Linked DNA regions of Mus musculus: all the other regions are linked to region 2. A link is a contact called in public HiChIP or PLAC-seq data. All regions are on one chromosome and are shown on one strand. Each heading gives the region's core, a stretch centred on a gene start, on an enhancer-like site or on the middle of the called end of the contact. The rest is flanking DNA. Distances are from core to core; before and after follow the strand shown. Region 1 overlaps Plscr4 (phospholipid scramblase 4). Region 2 holds the start of Plscr1 (phospholipid scramblase 1). Region 3 has its middle 55 kb from the start of Plscr4.

What was found. HiChIP or PLAC-seq counts read pairs in DNA pulled down with a chosen protein or histone mark.
Region 1: an H3K4me3 HiChIP or PLAC-seq map of the 230-238 cell line shows a contact between it and region 2, with 25 read pairs. The contact joins the enhancer-like site here to the promoter of Plscr1 in region 2. A contact is called at or near these places in 9 of 39 promoter capture datasets (the 3T3-L1 cell line, 3T3-L1-derived adipocytes, the C10 cell line and 4 more), 3 of 484 Hi-C or Micro-C datasets (the 63-12 cell line and bone marrow-derived macrophages), 9 of 115 datasets of contacts at active chromatin or transcription factors (the 230-238 cell line, astrocytes, bone marrow-derived macrophages and 4 more) and 2 of 9 other capture datasets (adipose tissue and liver).
Region 3: an H3K4me3 HiChIP or PLAC-seq map of bone marrow-derived macrophages shows a contact between it and region 2, with 8 times the contacts expected there. The contact joins the enhancer-like site here to the promoter of Plscr1 in region 2. A contact is called at or near these places in 4 of 39 promoter capture datasets (3T3-L1-derived adipocytes, the HPC-7 cell line and liver), 3 of 115 datasets of contacts at active chromatin or transcription factors (the 230-238 cell line, CD8 T cells and bone marrow-derived macrophages) and 3 of 9 other capture datasets (adipose tissue, liver and macrophages).

What each region holds. Positions count from the first base shown.
Region 1 is chr9:92,483,510-92,487,512 of GRCm38.p6, forward strand. It overlaps Plscr4 (phospholipid scramblase 4), which reads left to right. Exons shown (of 9, transcript NM_178711.3): 5 at 312-354; 6 at 1,211-1,437. Among named protein-coding and RNA genes, the nearest start is that of Plscr4, 28 kb to the left of the region's middle. Within about 2 kb of position 1,577, at least 11 of the 459 cell types and tissues checked have an H3K27ac peak or open chromatin away from gene starts, as enhancers often do. A contact at or near this core is called in the 230-238 cell line, the 63-12 cell line, the HPC-7 cell line and 1 more, where this site is marked.
Region 2 is chr9:92,248,288-92,251,974 of GRCm38.p6, forward strand. Plscr1 (phospholipid scramblase 1) reads left to right here and starts at 1,907. Exons shown (of 9, transcript NM_011636.2): 1 at 1,907-2,073.
Region 3 is chr9:92,400,213-92,403,943 of GRCm38.p6, forward strand. No RefSeq gene overlaps it. Among named protein-coding and RNA genes, the nearest start is that of Plscr4, 55 kb to the right of the region's middle. Within about 2 kb of position 2,304, at least 4 of the 459 cell types and tissues checked have an H3K27ac peak or open chromatin away from gene starts, as enhancers often do. A contact at or near this core is called in bone marrow-derived macrophages, where this site is marked.

The DNA of each region.
Region 1 (4,003 bases), core at 327-2,826, 230 kb after region 2:
CACGCCCTCAATCCCAGCACTTAGGAGGCAGAAACTGGCAAGTTTCTGAATTCGAGTCCAGCCTGGTCTACAGAGTGAGTTCCAGGACAATCAGGGATATACAGAGAAACCATGTCTCGAAAAAAGGAGAAAAAAGAAAAAGAAAAAATGAAAAACAAAATAAGAAGAGAAAACTAGACAAAGAGAGAGGATCATAGAATGTTCAGTCCATGGCTCCCTCTCAACATCTCAGACTCTCTTTAACACCCCTGAACCCCAAGCACATAATTCTGTCTTTCTGTCTTCTAATTGCTTTTGTTCTGTCCCCACAGTTGGACAACATACACGTTCTTCAGCATGTTGAGCCTCTGGAACGTATGTATAACTTTGTCCTGATTCACATTGTGTTTTGATTAGAGGTATTTTAATCAGATGGAAATTTGTATTACTTCATACCTAGTCCCTCATTTTATGTTGATGGCCTTTTCTAGTGATTCAGAGAGAGAAGACTATTCTCTGTTACTTTATATTCATAAAAGCAGTAGAGTGAATTATTATATAGAGTCTTATCTATTGCTATTCCATGCACTGATGATCTTTCATCTATGGACCCCTGGAAAGACGATCATAGTCAGGTGGCTTGGTTCTCAGCTCCCTGCAGGTCCCTTGTGCTCAAGGTAGGAGCTGGCTTTGGTCATTCTGAATTTATTTTCGTATTCACAAGTACCATGTCTCCAGTCATTTTGTCCATTTCATGAGCTGATTAAATCATAGTCTGATGTGTGATTCGTTAAACTGGTTTTATTATTAACATTTTCTGGATTCCAATATTTCAGGAACATTGTATTATCTATTACTTTTATGTGGGAAAACTGTGAAAATAATTTCATAAACCTAGCAAATGTTTGACATTTTGAGAATGCTTAATGGCTCACATGGTTGTATTTCACCTTTTCACCTGAAATTTTTAAAAATCTTTTTGGCTTTCAGCTCCAATCATACTACTATCACCACTACTACCACAAGTACTACAACTACTACTTCTCCTCCTCCTCTGTCTCCTTCGTCGTCTTTGTCGTCGTCTTCATTGTCGTCTTCATCGTTTTCATTGTCCTCCTTCTCTTCATCCTTCTTCTCCTTCCTTTATCTTCTTTCATTAAATAACGAAGGCTGTCTGAAGCCTGTCTCAGCTGGTTCTAACTTAAGATCCTTTTCTCATTCTAACTTTTAGTGATGACACGTTTTGAAACTAATAATAGATATGACATCAAGAACAACATAGACCAGATGGTCTATATCGTAACTGAAGACACAGATGACTTTACCAGGAATGCCTATCGGAACCTACGACCCTTTGTGCTCCGGGTCACTGACTGCCTGGGCCGAGAGATCATGACCATGCAGAGGCCTTTCCGATGCACCTGCTGTTGCTTCTGCTGCCCCTGTGCAAGACAAGAGGTCAGAGACCAGGGGTGGGATTCAGAGTTGCTTCCTGATCTGCCCTTGACACAATGGTTGGTCTTCTTCCTAAACATGAAGGAAAGCTTTCTAGCCCTACTGCTCAGAATGAAACTGAAACTAGGGGAGAGGAAGGAAGCTTAATTATATCACAAGACAGACCTTAACAGTTTTCCTCTCCTTATGTGCTAGATAGGTGGCAGGGCTGGGGTGGGAGCATCAAGTACAACTTGAGGCTGCTTTGGCAGTAGTTACTTTCTGATGAATTAGGTACTTATAGGGAAGGACAGTAATCATATGTTATACAATGGTATCAACATATTCCACAGATGACAAATGGGGAAGGACTTTTGATTGCAGGAGCCAATCACAGCCTACAGTTTTCTGCAAAAAAAAAAAAAAAAAAAAAAAAAAAAAAAAAGTCTTAAAAGTAGATGTAATGCCATCCAGAAGTACCCTGAAGATGGTAGAGTTAGACATACAGTGTGCATGCGCTGTGTTGTGGTTTGGTCTTTCTCGTGTGCCATAACGCAGGTCCAGAAAAAAGAATTGTTGCAGAAAACAAGCAAGCAATCAAGAAAAAAACAATAACAAACTTGTACATGTGTCCCAGTCTCTGTGAGGCCATGTGTCCTGAAGATGCTGTTCCCTTAGAGTCATTTATCACTCTTGGTTCTTAGAACATTTCTACCTCCTCTTCTGCATAGATCCTAAGACCTGAGATTGTAGGTGTAGATGGAGACATTCCATTTAGAGCTGAATGAACCCACATCCTTATCTCTGTATATTGGCCACTTGTGGGTCTCTGTGTTATTTCCCATCTGCTTCAAGAAGCTTTTCTGATGAGGGTCAAGTGAAGCGATGGGTATAGCAATAGGTCACTGAGAGTCATTTTATTGCTATGTTCTGTTAGCTCAGTAATAGTAGATTTTCTTCTATAAGCATGACCCGGGTTCTTGGCCACTTGAAATGGATCATGAAATATAATCACTGGTCATGAAGTATGATCTTCTTAATGAGTTCTTGAATTCAGTTTCCAGTATTTTCCTGAGAGGTTTCTGCCTAGTGTTCTGTGGGTTTCTTTTATGTTCTGCCATTATATGGTTTTGATACCAAGGGAACACACTACCTTTGCTCAGTTAATCTTGTTGGTTATTACTGTTCTGATTAAGTTATTTATATCTTCTTGATTTAATTTTTGCAGATGATATGCATTAAGCTGTTCGGAAAGTTTTCATAGCATTGCCTAAAGGTACTTTTGGATTACATTGGACTTTGTTTTAATTCCTCTCCCTTGTCTGTAATTTTGTTAAATTTTGCCCTCTTTTTATTTTGGCTCATGTGGCTAGGGATCTTTCAATCTTGTTCATCTTTTCAAAAATAAAGTATTTTAGTTGAGCTTGTGTATCTTTTTAAGTTATCAGTTTTCTGCCCTAATCTTTATAATTACTTACCATCTACCTCATTTTGACTGGGCTTGCTGTTAACTTTCCAGAACCTTTAAGTGACTCATTAGATTATTTGAGAGCTGACCTTTAACGGGGGCCTTCCCAGCTCCAACATTTCCCTTAGAACTGCCCCGTCTGCGTCCTGGTTATTTGAGAAGCTTTGTTGTTATTTCAACTTGAATGTATTATTATTTCAAGTTTCTCCTTGATTTCTTCAGTGATCCAGTGTTCATAGAAAGTGTGCGAGTACTGGTGTCATTTCTATAGTTTTCCTTCACGCTGTTTCTAGTTTTATTCTGTTGTGGTCTGACAGACTATAAGGAAGCGTCTCAATTCTCTGTATTTGTTAAGGCTTGCTTTGTGGCCCACAATGTCGCCAGTTTCATTACTACGGAAATGATCTCCATTAACAAACTTCCCACTCATCCTCGCTTTCACCACTAGTTTTTTGGCAGCCACTATTTCATTCTGAAGCTCTGCAGTTTGTTCCTCAAGGAAGTCATGAGAAGGGAAGCATCCAATGGTCACTTCCACAGCCTAGTACTTCACTAACGCGCAGCCTTGGGGAGTATTTTAAAGTCTCATAGGCTTAAACATTTATGAAATTTTGGTTCTAAGGAACTATCAAATTTAATCCTTTGTACAGGTACAATTATATACATTTGAATAATATATATGAATAGTGTGTGTGTGTGTGTGTGTGTGTGTGTAATGGCTCTGACAATGTCCAATGCTGTATAAAATCCATTCCCAACAGCCTTCTGAAAGTGCAGAAGAAAGCAGGACAGCAATGACCCTTTCACGCTGGACTTCTTAAAGAAAGAATTTAGTCTATATAACTCTTGTTATTAAAAGAGGGCTCACGACTTTAATCCCAGCACTCGGGAGGCAGCAGCAGACAGATTTCTGAGTTCGAGGCCAGCTTGGTCTACAAAGTGAGTTCCAGTACAGCCAGGGCTATACAGAGAAACCTTGTCTTGAAAAACAAAAACAAAACTAAAAAGAGAGCGAGAAAGAGAGAGAGAGAGAGAGAGAGAGAGAGAGAGAGAGAGAGAGAGAGAGAGAGAAGGTCTCATCTTTTATAAAATTTTAATGTACAGATAATTAAATATAACAGG
Region 2 (3,687 bases), core at 657-3,156:
TTCCCTAATGAGAGTACTCTTTTTTTTCCTCAGTAGGAAATTCCATTCTTTCTCTTTCTGCGAAGGCTCCACCCTGCATTTCCAAGCTTCTCCTGTGGGTTATGTGTCTCTTTAACCTGATCCAGATTACAGGAGGCAAATAGAAGTGATAGGTGTTATCAGCTCATTCCGTGGATCCCCAGACCTCTCTGTGTGGCTAAGCCCTTTCTCTTCCTTTGTATATGGACAATACATTAAAGCCTCAAACAACCCGGAAAGATGTGTACTAAAGATTACAGAGCCTGGAGTTTAATATACATCTAGGAAGCAGCATGCCACACATACACTCACACCAACACACACACACACACACACACACACCACCACCACCACCACAACCAAACAGGAACATGTCTATTCAGTTACCTGTTGTATCTTCAGTACGCTATTAAAGTTTGGAACGTAGGAAGACACATTGCCTAAAATAACTTGACTTCCTGATATTAATAACGAGTTAGTGTTAGTGATTCAACATTTAAACTGTTGGCTGAGGCTAGTTTTTCTAAGTAGAAAACTTAGGTGGGCTTGAGGTATGAAGACATTAGGAAAGGAAACAAACACAGAGTGAGCCACTACCCAGCAGCGGCTGCCCATGAAGCCCTAGCTCACCGACTCCCCTGTGGCCAAGTCTTGGAGCTACTGGTAACAGCAGTTAGCCTAGGAAACACAACAGAGGTGAAGACAGTAGGAAGACTCTTACTTAGACAGAACGCCCCAATGTTTCACTTCTACAAGGTTTTACCTATAAAAATACTCCAACTGCTTAAATTAAAATTCAAATGAAATGATCCCATTTATGCAAAGAGTGGACAGTGAAGATCCTTGTTTGCTCCGAGTATGAAATCAGCTAAAGAATAAAGATAAACATCCTGAGTGCCTAACAGCAAGCCAGTTGAAGTTACAAATCACATTGAGCGATGCTAAGTTCCCGGTTCCTTTCTCCAGCATTGGAGTGCCATGGTCTCAGACTCTTTATATGTGAGGTTCACTTTTCCATGCATCATGGCTTTCTATGGAAGAACAGTATATTCTATGCACACTGGTATTTATGTACATGCAGAAATATACACATATGCAAGTAGTGGGCCCCTCCCAAGATGCTCCCCAGATTTTTAGTTGAATATACTTAGAAACGCACCAATCACAGGGAAAGAAGAGTGAAGACTCAAAATTCACCTGTAACCCTTTCATCATCCTTTCATAACTCTCCCTCCCCCAAGAGTACCAAATGATGCATAAAATGCAGGCGGGGGAAAAATACCTTCTGTGTCATAGGAAGGTATTTTTAGATAATTGGAAATTTCTTAGAAATGTCCACACGAGGCATACTAAGTCAGAATCTTTGAAGGCATGACCTAATGTAGTTTCAGCTCGGTGACTCTTCTCGGGCTGTAATTTAAGAAGCACCGCTTTACTAAACAAAACAGATGCTGATTTTTCTGGTGAGTGAGCCGCACAGTTCAAACCAAACCTGAATGTTTTCTAGTTAAGGGTGGTACTTTTTCACAGACTGTAGTAAAAAGAAAGCAAAGACTGCTACCAGCAAACGGCGTGAAACGGTTATATAAAACCCATAAGATTTTTAAAAAGAGGAGAGAAATCTGCTAGGAAAGAGATCAACAAACTTGAAAGTGCAAACAGGGCTGATGGAACAGATGTGGTAATCGATGCATACTTAAGAAAGTGTGCAAAGCAGGAAAGTAAGTTTGAGGAAGCCCGATTTCCCGCACAGTACCCAAATAGGTTGGGTGGTTGAGATCAGGCAGTGTAAAGAAAGTTCCGAGAAGAGGCCACTCCCCAGGTGATGAATAGCCTTTCTTTCCAAGGCAATCAAAATCCCACTTCCTTTTGCCTTGCTGGTGGGCGGGGCGGGCAAGGTCCTGCCAGGCCTCTGGGCGCAGCTAGAGGATTCAGGAGTGCAGGCAGAGCTCGCGTCATTCAGAGTGAGTCCCCTCTGCGAGGGAAAGCCGGGCTACTGCAGCGCCACCAGCAAGGGATTGGGACTCACGGACTTCAGAACAGAAGGAGCCTCAGGTGAGTCCCGCTTTCTGCGCGTTCCGGGACAGAGCTCGCGGATCTGTGCGCACAAAGGAGCCGGGTACGGTGATGGGCGCGGGAGATGCGGATGGGTGGAGAGGGAGCAAGAGCAAGGGCTGGAGGCGGTTTGCTCAGGCGGCAGAGGTTATGGTCTGAAGACTGGGAGCAATGGCCGAAAGACTTGGGCTCGTGACCCCGGAAGTGGGGAGGGAACTCAGCCAGAAGCTCTGCTGTCCGGGCCGCTGCTCGGCAATCCACACTCGTGACCCTTCTTCGCTAGTTCCCACGGGATCGTCTCCAGTTTAGCACACTGCTTCACAGCCAAGAGCAGTCCTGATGCAGTGCAGAAGCTGGGCTCACTTGTAGCTCTGTGGTAGCGCTCTTTTCAAATGCGCCGAGCCCAAGTTGGATTCCCGTTGCAGGAAAGGGAAGGGGAAATAAAAGAAGAGAAACCGTTCAAAGAGCCTGTTGCTCTTTAACCCAGGTTTCTTTGGGATTGTGGCTAGTAAAACTATACATAGCCTTCTAGAATACAAAAGTAGGGGATGTAAGCGGGTAAAGGTCCGAATGGGTAAGACCACTACACTAGGTGTACATTCAGTCTTTTGTTACAGACCTTGGACTCTGACAGTTTTTTTTTTCTTGTATATTCATCTCTTCCCTGAAAATGTTAACAGTAAAAGACTTAAAGATTCAAGCCACTTATTAAAGGAAGAGGCAGGCATATTTATGAGTTCGAATCTAGCCTTGTCTATAGAGCAAGTTCTCAGACAGCCAGTGCTACAGAAACAAAACAGGAAAGCCAACCAAAACAACAAAAAGAGTTCTCACTTTTGAATCAGTTAATATAAGCTTGATAAAGTACCAAGTGGAAAGGTGGAAACTAGCTTTTATTATATCAAATACTTGACACAGCCCCCATCCCTACAACTCTCCCCATGGTTCCTGCGTGGCTTGATTTCCGTAATCTTATTCCTGGAAGTTAGGTAGGGCCATCTCTCTGTTCCAAGACAAACAATTATACTTTCTTCCCAAACAATTACACTCTCTTCTTCCGGCTTAGCGGCTTAGCAGTTGGAACTAAATACTGGGTACCAGGAACCAGGGAAGCTTAATAAAAAGCACCCCCGGGCACCTGGGGGCGTTTCCTTCTTGGCTTTTCCTAACAACAGAGCTTTCTACCTGGATACTTACTACAATTGTGCTGCTTTGAATAATAAACAAACAAACAAACAAACAAACAAAAACCCAGACTGTTGGTAAGCCAGCTAGAGTCCCTACTTGCAGACAGAGCAGCATGACCTCTCTCTCCTCAGCTGTGTAACTCCAGAGATTCTTCATTCCCCCTGAATAAGGTGAGATTCTAGCTTCAAGGACCTCAAGTTGAGCAACACCCTCTGTTTGTAGTGTCCACTGAACACACCAGCAGCCTTTGCTCCGTGGCGTGGCTTATGATAGATATTTTTCTTTGTGACTTTTACCTGTCTTAATGGCACCGCAGCCACCTCTATATAAACCTGTGCCCCTTTAAACCTTTCTAACATCATCATTTTTACTCACAGTACTTTCAGTATATATGCAATATGCTTAGTTTTCTTATTAGTCCTGGGT
Region 3 (3,731 bases), core at 1,054-3,553, 150 kb after region 2:
CTAAGTTTTCCTCTTAGGACTGCTTTCATTGTGTCTCATAAGCTTGGGTATATTGTACCTTCATTTTTATTAAATTCTAAAAAGACTTTAATTTATTTCTTTATTTCTTCCTTGAAAAAGTTATCATTGAATAGGACATTGTTCAGCTTCCATATGTATGTGGGCTTTCTGTTATTTTTGTTGCTGTTGAAGACCAGCCTTAGTTCGTGGTGATCTGATAGGATGCATGTGATTACTTCAATTGTCTTGTATCTGTTGAGACCAGTTTTGTGAGCACTTATATGGTCAGTTTTGGAGAAGGTACCATGAGGTGCTAAGAAGAAGGTATATTTTTTTTGTTTTAGGATGAAATGTTCTCTCTCTCTCTCTCTCTCTCTATATATATATATATATATATATATATATATAATCCATTTGATCCATAACTTCTGCTAGTTTCACTGTATCTCTCCTTAGTTTCTGTTTTCATGATCTACCTATTGCTGAGAGTGGGGTGTTGAAATCTCCCACTATTATTATGTAAGGTGCAATGTGAGCTTTGAGCTTTAGTAAAGCTTCTTTTATGAATATGGATGCCCTTGCATTTGGAGCATAGATGTTCAGAGTTGAGAGTTCTTCTTGGTAGATTTTTCCTTTGATGGGTATGAAGTGTCTTTCCTTATCTTTCTTGATAATTTTTGGTTGAAAGTTGATTTTATTCGATATTAGAATGGCTACCCCAGCTTGTTCCTTGGGACTATTTCCTTGGAAAATGTTTTTCCAGCCCTATACTCTGAGGTGCCTGTCTTTGTCACTGAGGTGTGTTTTCTGTATGCAGCAAAATGCTGGGTCCTGTTTATGTATCCAGTCTTTTTTCTATTACTTTTTATTAGTGAATTGAGTCCATTGATGTTAAGATATATTAAGGAAAAGTGATTGTTACTTCCTGCTAATTTTGTTATTAGAGGTGGGATTCTGTTCTTGTGGCTATCTTCTTTTGGATTTGTTGAAAGATTACTTTCTTGCTTTTTCTACGGTGTAGTTTCCCTCCTTGTGTTGGCATTTTCCATCTATTATCCTTTGTAGGGCTATATTTGTGGAAAGATATTGTGTAAATTTGGTTTTGTCATGGAATATCTTGGTTTCTCCATCCATGGTCATTGAGAGTTTTGATGGGTATAGTAGCCTGGGCTGGCATTTGTGTTCTCTTAGGGTCTGTATGACATCTGTCCAGGATCTTCTAGCTTCCATAGTCTCTGGTGAGAAGTCTTATCCCAATTTTCTTGGCACTTGCCTCAAATTGCCTAGACATCTTTTTCACCTTGGGACGCTCTAGTTACTCATGTGGCCCCAGTAAAAATTCAAGCCCTTGGCCTAGAGAGATGGCTCAGCGGTTAAGAGCACTGACTACTCTTCCAGAGGGCCTGAGTTTGATTCCCAGCAACCACATGGTATTATTAAAAAAAAAAAAATCAAGCCCTCCTTGAATCCATTATTTCTGTAATCTTCCGATCACAACGTCTTCCTCTCTGTTTTATGTTTGGAGGGGGGTGGATAAAAGCTCACATCAAATATCAGGGTTTGTGAGGTCATGAACTGTAGAAGAGAATATAATACCCAAGTAATTAAAACAATACTTTATTCCAGATGTACATTACTTCTGAGGCCTTTCAAATTTTTTATTACACACACACACATGCACAGCAGAAAAAAACATAATGGTTATATTACAAGTTTTTTTTTCCCAGAAGGAAAATAATTTTATGGTTTTATCGGCTATTTCAGATAATTATTTCTTTATGAATAAAATAAAATTTCATAAGTGTTTCTTAGTTTTTTTTGTTTTGTTTTGTTTTTTGTTTTTTGGGTTTTTTTCAAAGCAGGGTTTCTCTGTGTAGCCCTGGCTGTCCTGGAACTCACTTCGTAGACCAGGCTGGCCTCAAACTCAGAAATCTGCCTGCCTCTGCCTCCCAAGTGCTGGGATTAAAGGTGTGTGCCTTGCAAGTCAGCAACTACATCATACAGACCCATTAAATGTATTTCTAATCTTATTACACTAGTATACAAATGTTGATTAGAAAAGAGTCCACTAGCCGGGCATGTCTTGAAAAACATCAACAACAACTAAACAACAACAAAAAGAAAAAAGAAAAAGAAAGAAAAAAGAAGAGTCCACTATAGGCAGCATGTATGGAATGTAGATGGGCCAGCTCATAAAAGGGGTGCATAACTCCCATGACAAAGTAACCCAAGGATGCTTCCCCCATGACAAGTACACAACACTTTATTTTAGAAATAGAAACTCTCTGGTGTCCTTGAAAGAACACAGAGAGTGTGAAGTTCCTTCCCTCTCTGCTTTCTCGAGTGACTCTCAAAGCAGACAAGAATTAGGAATTAACTTTTGCAACAGGCTCCTTGAAATGCCTGACTAAAACATCAGAAAAGTATCCTACCCTGAGAATCGTGCATCAAAGCTTGGAGATATATGAATTCCAAGGCATTTAAGTCTTCTTGGCAGTCATTTTCTCACTTACATAATTAGTCTCTTTTTGAAACATATTTGTGCTATCTCAATATGAGGAACTTGGGGTTAGAAGAACAAAACACGTATCTTAGCACTTTTGACGATTACAAAGTCGCATTCTTCCCTTTCTAGGTCAGATTCCTTGGTAGTGTGCCCTATTCTGTCAGAGTGATAGGGAGGTGGGGGGTCTGCTGTCAGCACTGGCAGGTGCTGACCACCTTGGCATTCACTTCCCAATAGACTTGAAGGGAAGGTGAAAGCCATGACCTTTGGCGTGTGCTTCTTCATTATGAGCCTGTCACTTGTGAGTTTCACTGAGGATGTGATTTTCTTCCTAAGAACTAGAAAGCATACTAGAAAGAAACCACGCATCTGGAGCTTTGCCAGGCTCTTATATGCCTGGGACAGGGTTCAACGGAAAAGGTGAAGTGAAAACTCTTGATCACTTATTAATATATACCTAAGCCAAAAGCCGTGTATATCCAAATGCTCAACAAATGCTTGCTGGGTGACTGAATTACTGAATAAGCAAAATTCCCAATGTTTGCAAGATACTGTACTTGGCTAGCACTATATCCTTAAAGAACTGTAAAGCCAGTAGATACCGTTATAGCATGAAGCAAGAATCACTGTTATAAAACAAGTGGAGGCTAATACTGTTGCCTATATATGTTATATGGTTATCATCCGGGGATAGGTACAGATCCACTGTTCAAGGACAATTCATTGAGAGTTGATCAGGAGATGAAGTGAGTCCTACCTTCGTTTCTTTCTTCTTTCTTCTGTTCCTTCCTTTCCGACTAACATCCTACTGAAAGGAGATGGGGGGGGGAGCCAGAAACGAGAAAACTTCTGGGACAAACCATGCAGAACACATGCGATGGTTTATAGAGCTGGGTGAGTCCTAAGATTCTGAATGGAACCTCAGCTTGTCATCCTCGTCTTGATTTCCTAACCCCTAGGCATGGATTTGTCGTTCAGATTACTTGTGCATAATGCAGAAGTAGAAGCTGATAGGCCTCCTGTCTGAGTTAGGGTTTCTACTCCTGTGATTAAACACCATAATCAAAAGCAACAAGGGAAGGGCATAGCTTATTTTTTTCAGTTCATAGTTGCGATATCTCATCTACCAAAGTCAGGGTAGAAATTTGAGCCTGGAGCCTGGAAATAGAAACTGGTACAAAGGTCATGGAAGGCTGCTATTTACTGTCTTGCTCCTCATAGCTTG